Linked DNA regions of Mus musculus: regions 1 and 2 are each linked to region 3. The links are chromatin contacts, called in public HiChIP or PLAC-seq maps. All regions are on one chromosome and are shown on one strand. Each heading gives the region's core, a stretch centred on a gene start, on an enhancer-like site or on the middle of the called end of the contact. The rest is flanking DNA. Distances are from core to core; before and after follow the strand shown.

Region 1 (3,126 bases), core at 281-2,780, 320 kb before region 3:
ATATGTTAAACATTTTTATATTCAAGTTTCATATATGCTCTGAGTATACATCATGCTGGGTAAAACATAGACAAAGAAGGGAAGCAATGCATGCAGATATCTTTGAGTGCCATAATCATAGAATTACATAAATAGTCACAATTAGTTAATAGGTAGGCCAAGTACCAAGGTAGAAGGTAATGTTGCTGTACTTGGAAGCTTACATCAACTCAAACTAACTCCAGTGCTGTTTTAAAGTGACATATATGCATTAGCTAATCTAACATCTGAGCCCATAAAATGTAAATATAGGTTACTCAATGCATTGCTAAATCACAAAGAAAAAACCTAGGAACCCTATGGTGTCTTTGAAAATGAAATTGTAATTATTAGTCATAATTTTTGTGTGTTGCAAAGAAAAGCAATGGGGGGGGGGGAACTTTGTGTTAGCTAGTCTTCCCTGTTACTGTGACCAAACACATGATGGAAGCAATTTAAGAAGGGAAGTATTTATTCCAGTTCACAGTTTGAGGGAGTGCAGAAGCCTCCCTCCATTTAGAACGTACAGCCTTCTTCAGTAGACGTGCCATGTTTCTGGCATCTCCTGTCTCCTGGGGTCTCTACTGATGCTTAGTATTCACCTTCACAAGCCATTTGGGAGCTTTGCGAAGAGCTCTGACCCTGATACACAGGGCCTAGCCTTAGCACCTTGCTGGAACCTAGCTGCAAGCCCCCACCCTTCTCTCATTCCAGTATCTACCAAACCTGCACCACATGGAAGCCATCAGCATTTGGGCATGACTCAAAATGCAGCCTGGCTCCCTTGAACTAAACTGCAGTTGCCAATGAGTGCTGGCCTAGCTGAACTGAAGTAGGTGGCCTTCTCCTCTAGGATGTCCTAAGGTTCTCCTTTTGAGGACTCTTTAAATGAAAGGTTACAACCCCAGGTGTGATTGCTTACCTATACCTGTAATTCCAGGATCTGGGAAGCTGAGGAAGAAGGAATTTCATGATAAGTACTATACTAGCTTGAGCCACAAGAAAATAAAGCCCATTCTTTTAAAAAAAAATGTTCTTTGTTAATTTCACATTATACACTCCAATCCCATTCATCTGCCCTCTACCCTTGCAACCTTCCAAACAAAAGAGAATAAAATATAGAAAAAGAAAACAAAGTAAAACAAAACAAAATAAATCTCCATGTGGAACTCTCTAGTGCAACACACTTTCTTCCACATATCTCTACATGCAAATGTTCATTTCGGAGAGTCATTGGCCTGGTTCAAGGCCTCTTGCTTGTGCTATACTATCAATACTGGATTCTCACAGGAGCTCCTCTAGGTAATCCTGTTGTTTCCCTGTGACCTGGAGATTCCTCAGCTTTGGATCTGCAGGACTGCCTTCATGCACTACAGCCATTCATAGATAGGGTAGATGTTGGAAAGGGTCAACTGAAAACCCTGGATCTGGGCCTGCGTGGTAGCCGAGCTGGTCAGCTAGACAGCTCTCCTGTACCAACACCACCAGGGCACACACACTCCAACACTGCTCTAGCTAGCTGATCCAGTGCCTCAGCCAGCAAAAGGTCAGGGTGGCTTTTCTACTCCTGTGTCCTAGGGCCAGCTTACCCAATCCCAAGCCACCAATGCCACCTCTACTATGCTGCCCAAGCAAGGGCCTGCTCTCTGAAGTGCTGCAGCTGGTGATGAACATGGTCAAAAAGCCAAAATAAAAGCAAAAACAAAGCAGGAACTGGAGAGATGGTTCAGTAGTTAAGAGCACTTACTACTCTTGCTGAAGATCTAGGTTGGATACCTAGTACCCACAAGGTAGTTCACAACTGCCTGAGATTCCAGTACCTGGTGATCCTATACCCTGTTCTGGCCTCCAAAGGCACAGCATGCACAAAGTATACTTACAAGAAAATAAAATAAATAAATCTAAAAACAGAAATTAAAAAGGGGTTGAAGTTACTATACCCTGGAGCTTCTGGAAGCTTCCTATGATCTTGCCCTCACCTTCCTCATTCTTATAGGAAAAAAGTATGTGGCTTCTCTTTAACTTCACTAACCCCTTTAACAATTATGGATACTTTGCCCACACATACCTACCACAACTCTAAACTCACTCTTTCCTACTCTGGCTTGCTCAATTTTCACATCTTCTCTGAATTTATCCCATAGATCTCTGTAATAGGAGTGAGTAATATCCATGCCGTAGCCTAAAAGTTAACTTGCTTTGACATGTCCTCCACCTGTTAATCAATCCAATCCTTCTAGATTTGGCCTTCCTCAATCTTTCAGGACGAAGGCAGGATATAACAAGGACAGCTTCTAATCCAATCTCCAATAGAGTCCTTGTTCTCCTTGGAAGCTCCCTGAGTCAGGACTCTGCTGTCTGCCTTCCTTCTGGATTCAGGTCTTTCAAACTTCTACCAAAATGGCCCATTGAGCTCTGCTTAAAAGTGTTAAAGTTTCTTTCTAGCCCGTGATTCCAGGGCTTTCCAGATTATGTATCCAATCCAATTTCCTTGTGTGGGGGAGGGGGGGTATGTGCACATGTGCATGTGCAAGTGCATGTCTGTGTATAGAGTCTAGAAGACAACCACTATCATTCACCTTTAAAACTGTTTGTGTGTAATGTTGTTTCTATGTGCAGTGTGTAAACATATGTCCATGTGTTTGTGAAGGCTCAAGATTGACAGCAGTTATTTTTCTCAGTAGTTCTCTCTCTAAATGTGAAGTTCATCAATTTGGCTAAGCTGGCTGGTTCATGAGCTTACACTTATAACTGCCCAGTGAAGTTTCAGGACTAGGGTTACAAATACATGCTGCCATTCCTAGCTTTTCCATAGGTGTTGAACCTATAAACTCAAATGAGCATGCTTTTAAGGGCAGACATTTTACAAATTGAGTCATCTCTCTAGCCCCACAACTTGAATTTTAGAGCATGCCCTCAATGTTCTAGATCTCACTGAGTAAGCTCAGCTAGCTGCCCCTGCCCGCAGCCCCAGGGATTCACAATGACTCTACCACTGATCCCACGTTCCCTATACATTATTTTTCTTACCTCTGTGACTAAATACACAGCAAGGAACTTAAGGGGGGAGGATGTATTTGGATCATTGAAGACAAGCTCCATAATGAG
Region 2 (3,437 bases), core at 438-2,937, 410 kb before region 3:
ACCCTCACCTTCTCTATCTCTCCCCTACCCACCTCTCTCAATCCCCCCTTTATTTCTACTCAATAACTTATTTCTTTTTCAGTCCACGTGGTCCACTTTGCTAATGGCTTCCTTTTTATTGGTGGGTTCATCCGCAAGCTTTGCTGGCTTCTCTAAGTTTTGCTGTATCTCTGTAACACTTGGATCAAATAAGACCTTTCCAAGCTCCAACTGAGGGGCTCTAAGAGAGCTATCAAGAAAGCAATGTTTGTCTCCTTAACATTCTCCCCTACCTCCGATGATTCACTTAGGCACAAACACTTCTGTTCAACAGTAGGCAACTGTTTGCTTCAAATCTGGCTGAATGGTATTTAGGAGTAAATAGTGTGCCCTGAAAAACCCAAACAAACCGTTGTTAGCAGTCTCTAACGTTTTTCTAATGTCCACAGCATCGGATGCATTGTCCCTTCAGGCGTTCTCAACTCCTCTTAACCTTTGATGCATTACTCTTTAGCTTGAGTCTCTGTCTTCTTAATGCATGCCTCTGCCTTGCAGAATTCTCACACTGTTTTCTGAATCCACTGTATCTCTTCCCTATCTCTCTGTCATTTTTCATTATGTTCCTCCCACTTTGGGGACAAGTTTGTGTGTGTGTGTGAGTGTGTGTGTGTGTGTGTGAGTGTGTGTGTGTGAGTGTGTGTGTGTGTGTGTGTGAGTGTGTGTGTGTGTGTGTGTGTGTGTGAGTGTGTGTGTGTGTGTGTGTGTGTGTGTGAGTGTGTGTGTGTGTGTGTGAGTGTGTGTGTGTGTGTGTGTGCGTGTGTGTGTGTGTGTGTGTGTGTGTGTGTGTGTGTGTGCGCGCGCTTGGATTTGTTTTCTCCTGAAATCCATCCTAATGTTTAAAGCCGACTCTCTCTCCATCTTTCAAGTTTTTAACTCAGAAAGATGGATATTCTCTTGTAGTTTATATCTCTGAGTGGAACAACAACCCCCCCACACACACACACAAACATACACAGCTCTATCAACTACAACATCATATATGTGCTTGTGGTTTGAGTATCTTTGAAATTTCTAAATTTTATTTACCAAAATCAGCATTGTATGGAGCTAATATTGACAACTAACTTTTAGCTGGAAAAGGAAAAGATTTGGGGAATATTAAAATAATTCTGTGTGAACAGAAAAGTTCAACTTATAAAGACAAATCATCATTTGGAAGTGAATTGGGGTTAATTTCTGACTTAATATCATATATTAATATAATGCCATTTTTAAAGATACATGAGCTTGTACTTTGCTTAAAATACTTAATAAGGGATATTTTCCAATCCTCAAATGCAATTAAAACCACACATGTGTTATTGATCTAACTATTTATAGGAAACTTGACTGATGTACTATGGAGGCTATATAAAAATTACAATTTGAGATTCAAGCAAGACCCATAATGAAAGTGACTAAAATCATCACAAAAATTAAGCCTACATTTCTCCTTCTTTGAAATCCAAAGTATATATCAGTGCGTGTGTTGAATGTAGATGTTTGAGGAGTTTCATATTTACCAGTGAACCGACTCAAGACAGTCTTGAAGAAATTGGTAGGCCGATCTCTTCTGCAGCTGCCTCCTGACATTTCCTAAGCTGTTCTCACAGCTGCATGGTGAAATGCTGCAGGACTCATGGGCAGCACAGCTGTGCTTCCAGACACAGCTGGGCCTCTGGGGGGGAAAGATGGGGTGGAGCCCTGGTTAGCAAATGCCACCCACTCTTATAGGCCCAGGCTAATGTGATTCGTATGAGGTTAGTAGCAAAGAACATAAATGTAAATAGTTGCAGTATAAGCTTCCTTCTGACTTCACAATGAAGAACCGAGTCCACTTTCTCTCTTTCCCTCACAATACACACCACATACTTATACATGTACACAGGCATGCCCGCGCACATGCTCACACACACACACACACACACACACACACGCTCTGTTTTGTTCTGTTTCTTTGTGGAGTTAATCTCACTGGCTTATCACTTGAAATGACACTAGTTTGAATCTGCATTGACCCCGAAGGGAGCTTTACACATTGATCAGCCATACCAAAAAGGAATCAGAAGAAAGGAAAAAGAAAAGAAACCCAACATTTCCATGCTTGTAACCAAGAAAACACAGACTAAAATTATATGGAGAGTACAACTACTTAACCTAGAAACAACTGGATAAGATAGGTACTGAATCAACATCCATCACACAGAATATCCATTGCATGGTTGTAAAGAGACATTTTCAAATCACTGTTAAAATGTTTTGTATACAGTACAGTATTCTGTAAAATATATCTTCCAAATTTATTTGTCTATTTTTAACAAACTTATTTAAGTTAAACTTTCAGTTCATAGCTATGGTGTTGTTAGTATAAAAATCAGATTCACTCTCCTTGATAGTTTAAAACATAAGCAATAATGCTTTCAGGCTTAATTTATTCTGAAGTTGAACTCTTTAAAAGTAACAAGATACTAGTGTTTAGCTTACTGTCATGTTTCTTTCGTGAGAGAATCGTAAATACACTATAACTTTTAACTATTTTTTTAACAAAATATATTTGATGTGGTGCCCTTAAATGTTATCTAATATATGGATAAGACTATGTGTATAAGCAACATAGCAAATACTGAAAACAAGATGAGACAGTGCATTAGTATAAATTGAAGACAAAGCAAAATAATGTTTGCCTTTTTATGATAATTATTTCCCCTAGTTCCTTACAGTGTCGTTCGGGCTTGCCTTCAGCTGGCGTCATGACAGTCACTTGATTTATCTTTCTATCCTTTGTACTAAAGCTTCAGTTGGTTTTTATTTGAGGAGAATGAACAGTTCTTGGTAGGAAGCTGGGTTTATCAACCTCAGAAGAGGTCAGAATCTATCTATCCATCTTTGCATTGAATTCTGCAGGGACGTTTGGTTTAAAAAATCAAATCACTTTAAAAACACACTGACAGTAAGTAGCAAAATATTCAGTCACACACACACAGAGAGAGAGAGAGAGAGAGAGAGATAGAGATAGATAGATAGATAGATAGATAGAGAGAGAGAGAGAGAGAGAGAGAGAGAGATAGAGAGATTCAGTTAGCAGTTCCTACATTTTATATGTCTCAATTGACATTAGCATTTTTCTCTCTTCTGTACACACATTTAGGTAATGTTGTCATTATGAGTTCATCAGCTATTCCATTAACAAAAATATTCTCTTTCCTGCTTTTTCCTGGCACACGCTTTCTTCCTCTCCCTTCCCACATATATCTTCTTCCAGTAACTAATCTCAACAGCCCTGGCAGTAAGAATACGAAGTGCTTAGTGTAAGCTCTGACAGAAAGATGGAAGCATGCGTGGCCGTCATTTTGCTCTAAAGCACAGAATTAAAGGCATGCTTCACTCTTTCCTTTAAATGTCTGTACTTATTAAATTTT
Region 3 (3,270 bases), core at 587-3,086:
ACTCTACTGTATCCTGTTGCCCCAAGAGCAGGTAAAATCAGACCAGAATTCACCTTCTCTGGGATTACGAAGCAGGAAAAAAAACCATTAATGATTTCATGAGTGTCATGCACTTAGGAAGGTATCCAGGGAAGGAAGGAGCGGCTCAACCTGGGAAGAAGAAACCTTACCTGTTTGACCTTAGTAATGGCATAGCTATTTGTTTGGAGAAAGGATTTGCTGTTGAAGATAGCTATGCTACAAGAGCCTGGGTCTCACCCTTTTCTTTTCTCCACCCTCTCCCTCCCCCATCCCTCTACTGCCGCTGCCCCCCACCCCCCAGTTAAGGAAGTCACTCCAACTCTTTCCCTAAATAGTCCCTACCTCAGGTCCCTGCCCCTAGCCCTCCCCTTGTCAGCTGTCCATAAGACACTAGAGTAGACTGCAATCGCTCTGTATGAGGTACATAGGCAGGAAGACAACAGGTCAGAGAAGGAAAAAGGCTGCAGTCTCTTCCCTGGAGGATCTCAAAGTCCACCCCAGGAGGCAAACCCATAAAACAATAACAATACAATATGCCAAATACCATAATGGAAACTGTCTATGCTTGGTGCTACAAGATAATGGGAATGACTGATGTTTCAAAGAAGTACTGGGAGTGTACGGGGGGGGGGGGGAGGAGGGCAGAGATTCAGGGAAAGAAGGTTTGTGCAACATTAAGGCAAAATGAAAGGACATACATTATGTTGGGGACATGGCAAGTGTCTGGCTGGAAGCAGAGAATAGGGCCAATTCAGGAGATAACAATAAAAAGACAGGCTGGGTTGTTTAACAAGGAGCATAGACTAAAACACAAAGGAGTGTATCAGACTTCATGTCACAGGCAAAGGGAGTCATTAACGTTTGCAGGAAGGAGATAGCAAACAGATTTTATTATAGAAAACGATGAAAAGATTATAGAAGGAAAATGGTAATTCTAAGAATTTAACTAGAAGGTAGACACCCTCCAGTTCTTCCTAAGCAGTCAGTGTGATCTTGTGCTTTAATTATATGGATATCATTTGCAAGCCATTATACCTGCCTGCGTGTCTCAAACCCACACCTAAAATATTCAAATATTTAAATTTTCTAATTTACAAGCTCATCCTGCAAAATCCCTTTCTCCTTAACGGAAAAATTTATACTTCCCTCGCCTCTGCGCAGCATTTGTTTTTACGTGATTCAAAAGCACTTGCTAAACAGCATGTGTAGTCACCACCCTGCGGGGCCTTTGGTCTACATGGTGTTTTCTAAGTGTATTCCACAGGCTCTAACCGCCCTGTCCTCAGGACTGCTGGAGAGCGAGAAGGTCAGCTGGGTGAGTGTTTGCACAGGCGTATTTAAAACGCACGGCTCTGCTTTCCTTTTGGCTGCAGGTCGCGGGGCTATGACTTCCTATCTTAGGCTAATCAGGACTTGGGTGCCACGCTGACACCGGCGGGTATATTTCTTACCCGTAATTCAATGTGGAAGCTTGAGTCCCTGAAACTGCAGCAGCTTGCAGAGGATATTCCTAGACTCTAGCAGCATTCTTTCGAACATCTGTAGCGTGGGTATGAATGAAGGGCTTCCATGTGCAGGTTCCGATCACTTATGTTGTATGATTTGTGGACTACAGGCCACTAAATGTTTTTAATACTTCTATACAATCCAATAAAGGAAAAAGAAAAAAAAGCAGGGGTTTTGTAACCTTGGAACTGGCCTAAATTGGCCATTATTGCATTTGTTGCACAGAAATCTAAGTGGAATGGTGCCTGGTATCATTCTCAAGGGTTGGCTCTCAGCTTGGTGGAGGGCACTCTAATCAGCTGCTGAAATCTAAACTGATTACTTGTGAAGTGTCAACAGATGTACAAGCGCCCCACCACCACTTCCACCCCACTCCCGCCCCTTGCCGAAACAGAAACATGTATATATTTTGCATCAACAAGCTGAAGGAATACAACTCAGAAGTGGAGAGGAAAAAAACAAAAAAAACCTCAGTCTCATTAAATTCAGTGGGAAAATATTATACATATTATTATAACACTTCAAACAAAAAGATAGAAAAAGAAAAAATGAAAAACAGGTATAGGAAGTGTGGAGGGGAGGAAAAAGGGTTTTTTTATTATTATTACAAAAAAATTACACGGGCGATATACACTTATATTTTAAATATTTATTTTTTTCTTACGAAAGACATATGACACCTCTAATATTGAACTTTAAAAACAGAGTCTTGTCATGTTCCACCATCTCCTGCTGCAAAGCCAGGGCCACTGGCTGATGCAGGCTGGAGCCTCCAGCTACTGCCCCAATCAGTTTCGCTCCCATTCCCCACATATCAATCTGCTTGATGAAGTTTCCCAAGCCTGCCCTCCTGGTGATTTAGATCTGAGTCACCGGCGGGCACCTCCCTAGAGGATTCTGATTCAGAGCACCTGGGGTGAGGTCTGGAAAGCTTGGCTTTAAAAGCCATCCTGGACAGTTCTCATGATCCAGCAAGGCTGGCAAACGGGGCCTTGGTGACATAATTACTGTTAAATGCTTTGGCTGTGAGGATAACTGTTTTCCCCAAATTCCATAATTTCTTTGTGACGGGAGGTCTCCAGGATACCATCTGACTTTACACATGCATCCTTAACGAGTCTGTCACGGTGTAACTAAATGGGCTAATGGTACCCCTTACATGAGTAGCTAATAATTTCCCAGCCAGTCAATCTCCAAAGAAAATAATTCTCCAAACTAAAGCAAAAATATACCTAACAAAATTTAGCCTGGCTAATCAAAAAACAAACAAACAAAAACAATTTGCCACTGGTGACCTGGAAGATGGTATCTGCAGTTAGGGCCAGCTCCTCCTGAAATGTTCACATAGACAGAGCCAGCTAATTTCCCTGGTAAATGCGAGTGAGTCAGCATCCCAACAATGATTTAGACTGCGAAGGTGAGCGCACTAAAATCTGTGCTGGGTCCCAGCACAATTCTATATGGAATTACAACAGTAAATCCAGTAAGGGACCAGGAAAACTGCCACTCAGGCAAGAGAGGAAGACAGAGTTGTAAGCCAATTCAGACACTGCCAGTATCCTCACAGGAATAAAGGCCAGGGACTGGAAGCACTTTTAGAAATTTGGTATTATCGGTTTTCACCTGGAAATCTCTCCTAAGAAATGTCGGCCTGGAAAACTGTAGCCAGTATCCACAAACTATGCTGAATGAAGCCTTCAGAGATGATTTCATGAGCTTTGTAGCATGTCTCCATATTTCTCT

Evidence for each region. HiChIP or PLAC-seq counts read pairs in DNA pulled down with a chosen protein or histone mark.
Region 1: an H3K4me3 HiChIP or PLAC-seq map of the SCID.adh cell line shows a contact between it and region 3, with 10 read pairs. The contact joins two enhancer-like sites. A contact is called at or near these places in 2 of 484 Hi-C or Micro-C datasets (both in the G1E-ER4 cell line) and 3 of 115 datasets of contacts at active chromatin or transcription factors (DN3 thymocytes, the SCID.adh cell line and embryonic basal ganglia).
Region 2: a contact with region 3 is called in an H3K27ac HiChIP or PLAC-seq map of T-cell acute lymphoblastic leukemia, with 4 times the contacts expected there. The contact joins two enhancer-like sites. A contact is called at or near these places in 1 of 484 Hi-C or Micro-C datasets (muscle stem cells) and 1 of 115 datasets of contacts at active chromatin or transcription factors (T-cell acute lymphoblastic leukemia).

What each region holds. Positions count from the first base shown.
Region 1 is chr1:69,335,086-69,338,211 of GRCm38.p6, forward strand. No RefSeq gene overlaps it. Among named protein-coding and RNA genes, the nearest start is that of Gm28497, 95 kb to the right of the region's middle. Within about 2 kb of position 1,531, at least 2 of the 459 cell types and tissues checked have an H3K27ac peak or open chromatin away from gene starts, as enhancers often do. A contact at or near this core is called in the G1E-ER4 cell line and the SCID.adh cell line, where this site is marked.
Region 2 is chr1:69,246,209-69,249,645 of GRCm38.p6, forward strand. No RefSeq gene overlaps it. Among named protein-coding and RNA genes, the nearest start is that of Erbb4, 140 kb to the left of the region's middle. Within about 2 kb of position 1,688, at least 8 of the 459 cell types and tissues checked have an H3K27ac peak or open chromatin away from gene starts, as enhancers often do. A contact at or near this core is called in T-cell acute lymphoblastic leukemia, where this site is marked.
Region 3 is chr1:69,655,800-69,659,069 of GRCm38.p6, forward strand. The region is part of intron 3 of Ikzf2 (IKAROS family zinc finger 2); the gene reads right to left. Among named protein-coding and RNA genes, the nearest start is that of Ikzf2, 29 kb to the right of the region's middle. Within about 2 kb of position 1,837, at least 59 of the 459 cell types and tissues checked have an H3K27ac peak or open chromatin away from gene starts, as enhancers often do. A contact at or near this core is called in the G1E-ER4 cell line, the SCID.adh cell line and T-cell acute lymphoblastic leukemia, where this site is marked.